3 separate regions of the Gossypium hirsutum genome follow, and regions 2 and 3 are each linked to region 1. A link is a contact called in public Hi-C data. All regions are on one chromosome and are shown on one strand. Each heading gives the region's core, a stretch centred on a gene start, on an enhancer-like site or on the middle of the called end of the contact. The rest is flanking DNA. Distances are from core to core; before and after follow the strand shown.

What was found. A called contact is a pair of places that touch in the nucleus more often than the background predicts.
Region 2: a Hi-C map of leaf shows a contact between it and region 1, with 2.7 times the contacts expected there. The contact joins the promoter of LOC107931696 here to the promoter of LOC121204635 in region 1. A contact is called at or near these places in 2 of 34 Hi-C or Micro-C datasets (leaf and petal).
Region 3: a contact with region 1 is called in a Hi-C map of leaf, with 2.0 times the contacts expected there. The contact joins the promoter of LOC107931703 here to the promoter of LOC121204635 in region 1. A contact is called at or near these places in 4 of 34 Hi-C or Micro-C datasets (all in leaf).

The regions. Positions count from the first base shown.
Region 1 is chrA08:115,300,519-115,304,990 of Gossypium_hirsutum_v2.1, reverse strand. It overlaps LOC121204635 (NADH dehydrogenase [ubiquinone] 1 beta subcomplex subunit 8, mitochondrial), which reads left to right and starts at 2,290. Exons shown (of 4, transcript XM_041074864.1): 1 at 2,290-2,677; 2 at 2,779-2,865; 3 at 2,991-3,086. The coding sequence starts at 2,540.
Region 2 is chrA08:115,750,965-115,755,436 of Gossypium_hirsutum_v2.1, reverse strand. LOC107931696 (thylakoid lumenal protein TL20.3, chloroplastic) reads right to left here and starts at 2,400. Exons shown (of 7, transcript XM_016863635.2): 1 at 1,998-2,400; 2 at 1,676-1,873; 3 at 1,557-1,586; 4 at 1,351-1,457. The coding sequence starts at 1,761.
Region 3 is chrA08:115,694,951-115,699,422 of Gossypium_hirsutum_v2.1, reverse strand. It overlaps LOC107931703 (F-box/LRR-repeat protein 13), which reads left to right and starts at 1,974. Exons shown (of 4, transcript XM_016863639.2): 1 at 1,974-3,180; 2 at 3,286-3,444; 3 at 3,531-3,946; 4 at 4,034-4,330. The coding sequence starts at 2,191. The coding sequence ends at 4,055.

The DNA.
Region 1 (4,472 bases), core at 1,041-3,540:
ATATGATTTCCAAATGAAATCCCATTCCTATTTATAGGAATTTTCATGTCTCTTCATAGAGACATCTTTCAATAGGTGTCTTTATGAATAAATAAATAATAATAATTATTCATTTAATTTTGTAACTATTCAAATAATATTTTTTTGAATAGTTATAATTCTTTTTTTAAAAAATCAAATGATATAACTTTTGACCAATGACCAAAAGTTTTATCTTTTGATTAATTACACCCATTCATTTATAGTTATTGGGATACTATAAATATTTGAAAATATTCCAACAGATATCACAACTAAAGATCCAGTTTTTTTAAAAAAAGTTCAAGTTTTGTTGCACAATAACCAATTTTTCCAACAATGCAATATGGTCCCCAGTTGGTTGTTTTTCCTAAAAATATTTTTGGGTAATTTCTTATTAGATCACTAAAGTAGAGTAGAGGAGTTCTCACAACCTCACTGTCTCTTTAGGAATTATATCAACATAGTAGTCAACTAGAATTAATACATGAGCACAAATTATAGAATTAAATTGTTGTCTTATTCTTAAGTTTTAATCCTATTTCAATTACTAAGCCACTAACATAAGGATTTCCCATCCGCATAAATAATTTTGCTCATTTTAAATTGGAAAACAACATAAAAGATATTAAAATGAGGTATCACAACCAAAGAATTACGTCAAATTAAGACAACTTAATAATAAAGAATCTCCAAAAGAGTTATTGTAATTTACAAGAAAATTAAAAGTTTAAAGTAAAAACAAATTATTACAAAACTAAAAACAAATAAAAACTACTAAACCAAACTCTCCAAACTTTCTATACTTTCTAACCTAAGAAAACGTAATCAAAAGTTTAAGGCAACCTAAGGAATCCAACATGCTTCTACCATTTACAAGGCTTTTCTAAGGCAAGATCTCAAGCTAGAGCGGAAAAGACCAAAAGCTTAATTAATTTAATAAATATCACAAATTTGAAACTCGAGTACTGACGAAAAGTAGAATATATTCTTACTTTTTGTGTTTATGTAAAGTGAATTATTTGCAAATAGATTCAGACTTTTTGCATTTTCCAGCTTTTTCCTTTTTCCACCTCTTTCGAATATGCTTTTTTTTCTCTTGAACTCAATCCAATGTCTACAAGAAGACTTTGGAAAAGCTTTGTAACTCAAGAACACAAAAACATTAAGAATAACTTAAAACTAATTTTTTTCAATAGCTAATGGAAAAATGGACCTATTTATACAAAACTAACTAAAAATTAATTAAGAACAATGCAAATGTGAGGGAATTAAGACTTAAAATATATAAGCATTTGCTCATCATACCCCTACACTCACATCTTTTCTTGTATCGATGGGACTCTATAGGTGGCTTGTATGCTCCTTAGACTCCTATTGGTTTTTGAGGATTGAAACCTTTGAGTAAATTGGGGGAAAGATTACGAAGGTCTTAAGAACCAGTGTGTCAAGTACCAAGGTGATCATAAAGGGAGCCTGAGTGGGGAATTCAAACTTTTTGGAGGAAAAGATCGTTGCTACTTGGGGTATCTTATGATGACGAGTCTATGAAATGCAAGGGACAATCATGGATGTGCCACATGAACTCCTCAAACTCCTCTTAGGGAGCTATAACTACGAGGTTAATAAAAATGAAGAGATATAAAAACTTTAAGGGATTGACGTCTTAGGCACCGATGGATTATATGAGGACCTTAAAGAGGTTATGGACTCTTTAAACCCCTCAGGGTTGAAGGAATTTAAATACATTTGTATGTGGTTTCAAGATAAAGGGAAACTTTGGGTGATAATAGAAGCTTGCAAGATCTAAGGTTTATATGAGGACCTTAAAGAGGTTATGGACTCTTTAAACCCCTCAGGGTTGAAGGAATTTAAATACATTTGTATGTGGTTTCAAGATAAAGGGAAACTTTGGGTGATAATAGAAGCTTGCAAGATCTAAGGTCGAGGTTAAGTGTTGGAGGACCTTGGGACGAAAGAGGCTTAATTTCAAAGTCAAGTTAAATATTTATCTTAAACTAAATTTTTGAAAAAAATATATTTAAAATTTTTAAAGCGTTAACGAATAGTGATTAAGTCCTTTGTTCACCGTCAAAAGACTAAAGTTTAAAATCTATTGTCGTGTTTTCCCCTCAATTTGTAATATGTACTTAAAAAATTATGAGTACAAATAGACTCACAGCTCCAAATATCTAGAATATATTTGGGTTTGAATCAAAATAAATTTGGACGACTAGAATATATTTAGAAACAGAACAGTTTATGTAATGTGAAAATCAAACCTAAAACCTGATATTTGAACAAGTAGAATATATTAAAATATCACAATTTTGACACTAAAAAGGTTTCCATAGGTCCATATTGATGGGCTTCGGCTTCGAATCTATTACGTTTTGTTTATCGTTTGAATATCATTTATCTATCCCTATCGTGGGCAAATGGCCCATTGGAATTAGTCATAGCTAAATATTAATACAGAAACCAGAGTTTGGTTCTGCAGAAAGTTCCGAGGAGAAAAGAAATGGCAGGAAGATTGAGCAACGTAGCGTCACGTATAATGGGCGGAACTGGCGTCGTATCGCGCTCCGTCGCCTCTTCTTTTCGACTCCGTTCCGGTATGGGTCTCCCTGTCGGCAAACATATCGTTCCCGACAAGCCCGTAAGCTCAATCACTTCATAATTCTTCAGATCTATTCAGTGAAAATCATTAAAAAGACTAACCCAAAACCCTACAATTTTACTCCTGCTGGAACCTTTCAGCTTCCTGTAAATGACGAGCTAATTTGGGACAATGGAACTGCATTTCCAGAACCTTGTATTGATCGAATCGCTGATACCGTCGGAAAGGTAAGTAAGTTCTCTATTTAAATGTTCATTTGTGTTTTATGGTAGTGGGATTTTGGATTATTTGAAGAAATTACTCTCTTTTTTTTCTCTGTTCTTGTTCCTATGTTTCATTTTTCTGGGAGTAGTATGAGGCATTAGCTTGGATGTGTGGAGGCTTGAGCTTCTTTGCATCGTTGGGATTTTTGGCTTGGTGGAATGATAAGGCCTCCAAGATTCCATTCGTGAGTTCAAATCTCTGACTTGATTAGTTGACTTTGCCTTAGTTCAATTCAATTTTCTTTATGCTGCATTTGGGAATATGAAATTGAAACTCTTGGATTTGGATTTCATTTGCTATATAAATTGTGAGAATGAATTGTATATATTATGAATAAATTAGATGAATTTCAATATAATGCGTTTTTGGAAAGTATAAAAAGCATGAATTTGTTAAATTCCTTGGGAATTTCAAATTCACTACTAGGCATCCAACAAATCCAGGGATTTGAGAAACAATCATGAGTAATATATTTGTATGTGTATTATCACTCAATTTGCACTATTCTCGAAATTCAAATCCAAAGTTTGAAACCCGAGACCCCAAATGCTACCTTATAGTTTTTTTAACGTGTTCATGTAATATTAATATTTGTAGCTTAGTGGTGTTTTGGATATGTTTGAAATTGGGAAAATAGGAATGTAGGATAGTGACCGAATCAAAAGGTACCATAATGTCACTCATGTTTTAAGCTGAGAAATTTTGAACTTCAAGCTCGAGTGAGTCATTATCCCAGAATAGGGGGATATGTGAACTACCTGCTTTAGGATGGAAGATATTTCATGCTAGAGGACTCTAGCCTGTTTTCTCAACAATGATTATGGTTGAGAGGATGAATTTTGCAAAGGTTCATGATAGAAAGCCCTTGTCTTTGGTTTTCCCTTGCTTGATTCTCTGATGAACTTAGAAATATTTTCAGAAATGCATTTCCCCTGTTAGATGTGTTGAATTGTTGAGGAAATCCCTTCCATTGGGGGCTACTGGCTAGTTTGGCCTTCTGTCTCATTGTTCTGCCTGCTGGAGTTTGAAATCCGTCTCATGCTCAGTTAGCAACTTTGACAATATATTTTGGGCTTCGCAAGAAGCCTTTTTAGGGTATTACTTTTGACAATATGCTAGCACTGCCATGTCAATTGCATAGATAATTAAAGTTATTTTGTTTTTGAAAGGTATAATTGAAGTTCTTGAGAGTTCACATTAGATATTTTATGGTAAATCAATGGAAACCACTGTTTACTTGTGCTATTTAAACAATGATGTTTCTGCTAGGTAAGTGGAAGTCTTCTGCTTGCTTTGGGTTTAGTGATGTCTATTTTAGAAGATTCCTTATCCTTTTTATTTTGTATGGCTTTTAATTCCTTTCTTCAATGGTACATCCATCAACATTTCATGTTGTGTGTCATTAGCAGCCCAAAAAGTAGCTAGAGAGAAGTAACCTACGTGTCATTAATTTGGTGTAAATTTTTGTTGCTTGCAAGAGTTTAGTTTGTTACAGTCTTAATGTTATGTTACTTGCTGGTATACGTTGTTTGATATTTCTCATGCTGATTGATATCTTTTCCCTACTGTT
Region 2 (4,472 bases), core at 1,151-3,650, 450 kb before region 1:
TTTCCGGTTTTGTAGCTATCTTCTCTTATATATTCATATTGATTTTCCTTTTTCAAATTACCCTCAGTACTGAAATCACCCACAACCGACAATGGTCTCGCAAAACAATCGTGCTCTTCCCGAAGAAACTTTGGGAGAACAAATAGAAAGAAAAGCTGGATATGATTTTCCTAAGGATTTTGCTCTGTGGCAGAGATTTGCATACGAATGCGCACATCATTTAGATGACTCGGAGACGTCTAGCCCTACCTCGTCTTATTGTTCATCAGAACCTGAGGCTTTGGTGGTTTCGCCACTTTATAATGCGCTTCAATCTATTTCCCCGAAGGGAGTCGAAAGAAAAGATGACGAAGCTTTGGGTACCCTAAATCCGAATCCCATTGACGCGGTCACAATTTCTGAAGGTACCCCAAATCCGAATCCCATTGACGTGTTCACAATTTCAGATGATGAAGCTTCGGAATCACCTGAGAAAGTTTTGCCTAAAGGCTATAAACCCCACAAAAGGGTCGTGGCTGTCCGGGATTTTCCTACTCCACCAACAAAGTTTCAAACTCCATGCTCTGAAGGTCAATACTCTAGCCCCAGTTATGATGAGAAAAAACTTGAATCGATAAAATCAATGGAAGCGGAACCTTCAGTATAAAGATGAATTGGAGTCCGGGTACGGTTTGATATCTAGGGACGCCATTATTCCTGTGTAACAACATTAGCCTTATTTCATCAGAAGAAGGAAGGGATATGCCAAAGGTTAGAGGCTCAGTGGAGTTTAATGATCTATCAGAAACTTCTGAGCATGAAGCTATGGATTTAACAGAGGAAATAGCATCCAACTTCACGTCTCCACTCGACACAATAGATTCAACTTCTGGTTCTCCCAATGGCTATAGAGGAAGGGGTTCCCCAAATAGGGAGGAGGGTATCTTGGAATCAACTAGTTTTAAGCTGAAAGGATTTAGTCATAAGCTGTCTGATGCAGAAGATCCCTTACTTGAAGCACAAAGTGATTCAGAAAGATTCTCCACAAATTCTCGCCAGAACTCTGAAAGCTTATCAAGCCAATGTCCAAATACTACAGAAAAGAGGGTACCAAATAGCCCAAGGAGTAAAAAGAGAAGCGCCTCCAGGTCTAGCACAACCAGGGATACAAACAAAAGGAAAAGAGAGAAGACTTTTCTCCAAAGTTGGGCAAGTTCGAGCTTCTAGATAATTTCATGAGTTACAAATAGATTATAATTTTCATTTAGTTTTGTTTGATTTGATGGAAAAAAAATTGTCATTATGTGTACTTGTATGTGTTACAAATTATCATGGATGAAGTAAACTAATTTCGTTTGGCAGAAAATTTACCTGTGAAATTTGCTCTGTATGCAACTGCTTTCTCAAGGTATGCACCATTGAAGGTTGAACCACTGAAATCAGATTCCCTCATATCAGCAGATGTGAAGTTTGCCCTTCTGTTTCAACCATTTAGATTTCGGATTGATTATGAGCACTAGTGAATCCTCAGTTTGATTGCCAAGAAGTAATTGAAATTCTTTACTTTGAAAAGTTACCTGAAATTTTCGTTCACGTGAACAGCTTTTCTGCACGACATAAGACAGAAAATCAAACCCTTCCTAAACCAAAAACAGAGATGTTGAGCATATAATTTAGATGTTGTAATAAAACGCACTTCAAATCCGCAGAACCAAACTGTGCAGCAGATCCGATACCAAATTCACCACGAGTTTCTGCCTCAAACTTATTAAGTTCAGCCATAGCAGAGATATCAGAGCCAAAACAACTATGGCTGCTGCCAATGCTGTTGAAAGCAAGGGTTTCCAGATCTTAAACTTAGCATCCCTAACTTCATACGTATTGTTGGAACAATCTTCCTTTTTCAAAGGAAAACTATGTTAAAATTGAGTACCTAAAAATGATAATAATAATAATAATAATAATAATAATAATAATTGATGAAACGAACAAGCAGAATCAAGATATCATTTACTCACCGCTAATTCGAGCTTTGATTTCTGAATTATTAACCTGGCAATAGACGCCAAAACGTTTTGAGAATGAGGGAAGATGGCGGGATGAAGCTTTTGAAGAAGAAGAAGAAGAAGAAATACTAATTAGAGGGTTGATGGATAAAGAGGAGAGTGAAGGCACTGCCATTTACAGGTAGTGGTTTGGTTTCTTGTTGTTACGAAGAAGAGGAAGCTGGTTCAGATGGGCATAGTGGCAGTTTTGATATTAAAATGTTTGCTCCAATTTTATCCACTTGTTTTTGCAGTAACGGGACTGGTTGGGATTAACACACGTCTCTTGCTTGTTTTTCATTGGATGTTGCCTTTCCATCTGTTTATTCTGGGGGAATTTTAAAGTTTAATATTTTCTTCCTGAAAAAAATATCATGAATTTGAATTTTTACTCGATTATCATATTCAACGAAGGTGGGGAACTGGTTACACAAATTTACAACTTAATCCTTATATCTTTACTTTTACAAATTTAATCTCTTTATTTTTTAAAATTTTTAAAATTTAAGTTCAATTATTAATACAAATATTTTTTAAAAAATTTATTGATGTGACATTTGAAAATAAAAAACCTTACTTCATAGTCATATAACTAAAAAGATGACTTTGTAATAAACTAAAATTTGACAAAATAATTTTAATTGTATTAATTAAAATCTAAAAAATAAAAAGACTGAATTCTAAAATTTATAAAGAGTTAAGGTCCTTATGCTATATTTTAACAAAAAAAAAAAACTCTATAACTAACAAATTGATGGAAAATCCTGTTATCATATAGTGGATCAGTGTGGACCTTCAGTTCAGGTTTTTAAATGGATCCTTCACATTATATAATTGGCTTACTTTACAATTTGGACTTTGAATTATACTCAATTTTCTATTTTGATATCTAAATTTTTTTTATTACTAATTGATATTTAAAATATCAATCACTTCTCAATTTGAATCTAAGATATGCTTTCGTTATATTTTTTAATTCATTTTTTGACAGACGTTAAAAAGAATCTAATGACCAATCACAAAGTGGAGATTTTATGTAAAAAAATAAATAGTTTCTTTCATTAAACATATATACTCATTAAAAAACATGAAACAAAAATAAATATATAACAATTAGGAAAATATATATAATCTAGAAAAAAATATAAATTATAAAAAATTATAAAAATAAAATTTACAAAAAATACGATAATTAAAAAGAAATTAGTTGAAATTAATAATATATTACAAAAAATGTAAAAAAATGTAAAAATTATTTAGAAAAGTTTGAAAATAAAATTCTTTTATAAAATTCTATAAAGTATTTAAATTTCAAGTTTTTTTTCTTTTGCAATTACTTGAAATTTAAATACATTTTTAATTTTCATAAAAAATTAATTTTTATATATTATTTTTAATTTTTAAAATTTATAATTATATATTTTAGAATTTTATAAAAAATATTTTCTTAAAATTTTTATATATTAATATAAATTTTTACAATTTTTATCAATATAATATATATAATATTAAAAAAGGAAACGTGGTGTATATTGTTATATTTGTTATCAATAAAATTTAATATTTTTATTTTTAAAAAAATTTAATTGTCATGTGGTATTTTTTCATTTGTCAAAATAAGTCACATTGTACTTTTCCATTGGCCAAAGTGGGTTAATAGATTTTTCTTAAAGGCCCTTACAAAATTGACCAAAAATAGAGAAAATTGATACTTAAGGTACCAAATTAGAAAACAAATGTTTCAGTACCAAAGTGAAAAATTAAATATACTTTAAGAATTAAACAGTAAATTATGCCTATATAATTTATCGGGCAGAAGATGTGTAGCAACAAGCCTGCCTCTCTAGTCTCTATTACAATAAATTTGTTTTATCATTATTAGATTTGGTCGTGCTGGATTATTTATTAAAATTATTATATTTTAAAATTAATTAATTTAAAGATAATTTTAAGTAAAAAATTATTTTTAGTGTCAATAATTTATTAGTATAAATAAAAATAAAAGAATAATTTAGTGGACTTTTTTTATATATATAAAATGATGTATCTTTATTTGATAAGCTTTCTGTAAAAAAAAATAGAACGCCGGTAATGATAATATATCGCAAAGAAAAGAGAAATAAAATAAACAACACACAAATTTTTACATGAAAACTATTTCGGGAAAAAACCACGGGCAGAGAAGAAAAAAATCACTATGTCGAATTCGAATTAATTACAAGAGGAATAGACTGTCAATTTATAGGCTTGTAAAATCGTATTCTAATAGGAGTGTAGTAAGATTGAAACACCTTATTTAAATCAATATCAAATGGATGGAGTTTAATAAGGTTTAAAAAACCTTATTCTAAAATAAAATAAAAGAAGTGTAGTTCTATAGAGATTTTACTTTTATTTTATTTTACCACTGTATTTTATTTAAATAAGGATTCGGGTCACTTAATTCTA
Region 3 (4,472 bases), core at 725-3,224, 390 kb before region 1:
AAGACAAAATGATGAGTATGCTTGAAATGTCTAATTTGGGTGAAATGTCCTATTTCCTTGGGATGGAGTTATTTTAGACTCAGCAAGGGATTTTCATAAGCCAAAAGGCATTTGCCTTAAAAATTTTAAACAGATTTTTCATGCAAAATTGCAAAGCAACCATTACTCCAGTTGTTGTTGAAGGAAAGCTATCTAGCTAAGGTGGTTTTGATAAGGTTAATAAATCTACCTATAGGAGCTTAGTGGGATGTTTGTTCTACTTAACAGCCACAAGACCAGACATAATGTTTGTAGTCAGTCTCCTATCCAGGTTCATGCACTATTGCAATGTGAACCATTTTCAAGCTGCAAAGAGAGTTCTCAGGTACATCAAAGGAACTCTGAGCTTTGGAATTATGTTCACCAAGGTTGACACAATAAAGCTTGTTGGTTTTACTAATAGTGATTGGGCAGGATCAACTGATGATATGAAAAGCACTTCAGGGTATCTGTTTACCCTTGGATTAGCTGTTTTTTGTTGGAGTTCAAAGAAACAATCCATTGTTGCTCAATTAACAGCTGAAGCTAAATATGTTGCAGCTGCATCAGCTGTTAATCAAGAAATTTGGTTAAGAAAGCTAATGGCAGATATGAACTTACATCAAAGAGAAGCAATAGAGATCAGAAGTGATAATCAATCTGCTGTTGCAATTGCAAAGAATCCAGTATTTCATCGCAAAACAAAATATTTTAAGATCAAGTTTCATTTTGTTAAAGAAGTGGAATAATCTCAAGAAATCAAATTGGTTCATTGCAGTTTTGAAGATCAGTTAGCTGATATATTCATAAAACCTCTTGGTGTACCAAGGTTCGAGAATTTGAGAGCTAGATTAGGAGTTTGCAGCATGGAAGCCAAGAAGGAATGTTAAAAGATGGCTTTCATGCAGACCATAGCAGTTCGAGCCATGCAAGTTGCAGCTGAAGAATATGTTGCTGTTTTGTTACTTTTTAGTTGATGTTTTTGCTACTTAGTTACACTAGAACTAAGTATGTAAGGGATTTGATGCAATTTGGTGCTGATAGATTTGATAAATCATCTTAACCAAGTGTGTAAGCAAAGTTTTGTACGTTTCAAGACTTTGTTAGTGGAGTTAGGTGTGTTTAGGCAATATTTTCATCTTTTTGACAAGTTGATTACTTGATATATGTAATGCTTTGTTTCAGAAATGAGATGATGAATCATTCACCAGAATTCTCTTCTTGTTTTGGTTCTTATTGAGTAATCTGTTCTTGTTACAATTTAAGTCGATTTCCTTGTTTGTTCAGCAAGTTACAGTAGCTTCTAGCTCAAGACTTTGCTGTGATTTCTTGATCTGTTTTCTAAGTTCCTACAAAATAAAAAATAAAAAAAATCAAACACCAGATTTAACCTCATCAACCTTTGACTTCTTTATCAACTTCATATCCGATTTAGTATCCTATAACGATTTTCTAATAGCCATTTGTTTTGGTCTTGATCCAACACCAAAAACATTTCATGAAAGGAGTCTCATCAACCCCCACTCCGCCTTTGACAATCGCTTCTAATTCTATTTAGTTCCATGGTAACTAGCTCATCAATAATCTCTTTATCGTCCCTGTTGATCTCAACCCAGTTTAAGAACTCTGGTTTGCTACTACATATCAGGTGTTTTGCTTTGTCTCACATATTCCTTTCTAATTATTTTCCCCAACAGTTCCATATCAATGTATTTTGGTTACATTAGAGTGGTCCATGTCTATCTCCCTGATAAAATCATTGACCGCACAATCAGTATGCCTATTGTGTTGGGCCCTGTTTCTCACTTATATTAAATCCATTTGGGTGGAAACTGAATCCAGCCCAGTACATTGGATTGCTTTGCTCCGTGCTCGCTCTTTAATGAATGACAATTTCCTACCTTAAGTTATGGGTATATTAAGTCGATTTTATACAACTGGAAATAAAATTTACTGGTGTCAACTGAAACTGCTATTAATCAGTTAATTAAAGGGGAAAAAATGATCGACCAAAAACAGAAAAAACCGAAGTGTCTTTCCATGTTTATTTTTTCTTTCATTCTTGTTCTTGTTTTCTTTTAGAAAGAGTGGATTCCCATTTTATACTTGATTAAACAATCTTCTTGCTTTCTTTGTTTCCAGTTTGTAGTCGTTGGATTTTGTTGATCAAAGATGGAAGTTGTCATGGATTCTAGTCTTCGTCGTCTTGTGAACAGAAGGCTGGAATGGTTGGAAATGACCAAGGATCAGGTTTCAGATTGGAACGCCGGAACAAGTCGTAGACGAGACCGACTCAGTGCATTACCTAATACAGTGCTTTCCCGCATTCTATCCAAGATGCCCATGGACTCGGTTGTCCGAACCAGCATCTTAAGTAAAAGGTGGAGTAATCTCTGGAAGCACACCCAAGGCGTAGATTTCCACAGTTTACCCTTCTCCGATAACCAAGCCGACTATTCTCCAATTACTCGCTGCTTAGACCTCCTCCTATCTCCTCAGATCATAAAATTCACCACTGTTGGCCACGTTAGCGAGCGTTCTAACCCTGATGTACAAAGATGGGTCAATTTTGCACTCTCCAAGAACGTCCGTCAACTGACGATAGGCCTCATGTCAGTTTCTTTAGCAAGGAGATTCTTTCAGTTGCCAGATTCTCTTTTCTCCAATCGAAGTAAAATACTGGAGCACCTTGTTTTAAGCTTTGTTGACTTTAAACCACCTCGTCCTGGTCAACCTATTGCTGCGTCAGTCTTTTCTTCTCTTAAGCTTCTTGTTCTCACCCACTGCAAACTTGCAGATGCGACTGTGGATTTGTTCCTTCGTAAATGCGTCCCTCTTGAGGAATTGGTCATTAATATGTGTGAGGGGCTTAAGAATGTTAACATCAGTGGTCCAAATCTTAGGCTGATTAGTTTTAGGTGTCTTGAAGATAGTGATGATGGGGAGTTCAGGTCATTACGTGTTGATGCTCCACTTGTCGGAAACCTGGTTTACTCAGGTGACTTGACCAAATTTTATTTGAACAACTGTCCGGTATTACAAATTTTACTCTTGCAAGGGAGGGAGGAACCAATGAATGAGGCATATACTGTCCACGTTAGAGAATTGATCGATCAAATCAGGCATGTGAACACTATGATTCTAAATTTTGCGGTTGTGGAGGTACCTTTTGTTTCGTCTTATTTTTCATACATTGTTTTAATCTTGCATATTCTTGGATATATAGTTGTTTCTGATATATATATATATTGCTTTGGTATAAATAAGTTCGTCGCAAAAGAGTACTACACAAGAGGCATCCCATTCCAAACATTCCAAAATCTCACGCATGTTTTTTGGTATGGTCCACTAAAATCTCCAAATGCGGTTTACAACCTGGTTGCCTTCTTAGGGGATTGCCCCTCTCTCATAGAAATTGCAGTAGATGTAAGTTCTGGACCAATACTTTTAAAACTTAATTGAAATTAATGATGCTTTTCTTATAATTACGGGTTAGTGAAATGAATGAACAGTTTCGGGAGGAAAGTGGGGCTGTGTTCTGCCAATGTATAAGCGAAGGTCACGTGGCAGATGAATATGAGGAGGGCGAGAGTTCACAACGTAATCCGTACGAAGTTGGAAATCTGGAAAAGCTGGAAATAGCTGAGGTGAGATGCTTTTCAGGATTTGATGGTGAAATGCTGTTGGTGAGGTTGCTGTTGGAGAAGGCTGTGAATCTTCGAAAACTATGGCTGTTTTGGCGGCTGGGTGATCTGAGTGTGATGCATGACAATGTGTTACAAGATATTACTAAATCTGGCTACCCTCAACAACTTTCTGATACAATCCAGGAAGAAGCTAATTCTATTATAGCAACCATCCTTAATTTTCGTAAAGCTTCTCCTCGTGTTCGAATCAAATTTGGACAAGAATGGCGAATTGAATCCTGGTGGCTACTATTCAACTCCTTAATTACTTGTTGCCAAATCAATCAATGCTTAATTCTAACCAATATTTATTCTGTTTATCATTTCAGGAGACGTCATTTTGGCGACTAGAATTTCATGTTCTCTGTATTGAAGAATCAATGATCGAATTTCAACACCAATGCATATGGAGTGATATGCCCATCTTGACGACTGCTTCTTTTGTTTTTTTCTCTTCTTCCTTTCCTTCACCTATTTCTAGTGTCATCTACTTTACACATATCAAGTATTAGTTTTAAATGTTTCAATTTTAATGTTCTCAGTTACCATTTACTTTTTTGCATATTTCCCCTCGAGGGGTATTTGTTCCTGCGACCCACATGAATTATCATTTCAGAATTTCTTCACTTTCCCTTGTGCTTTCCACTCTGAGTTAGTTCTAGTTTGGTTAATATATATAAAGAAGCAAAAGGAGAGGCACAAGCTAGCTCATGTCTCATGAGATGAGACTGCACCTATGTTTTCTTCAACTAAATACTATCCAACCCA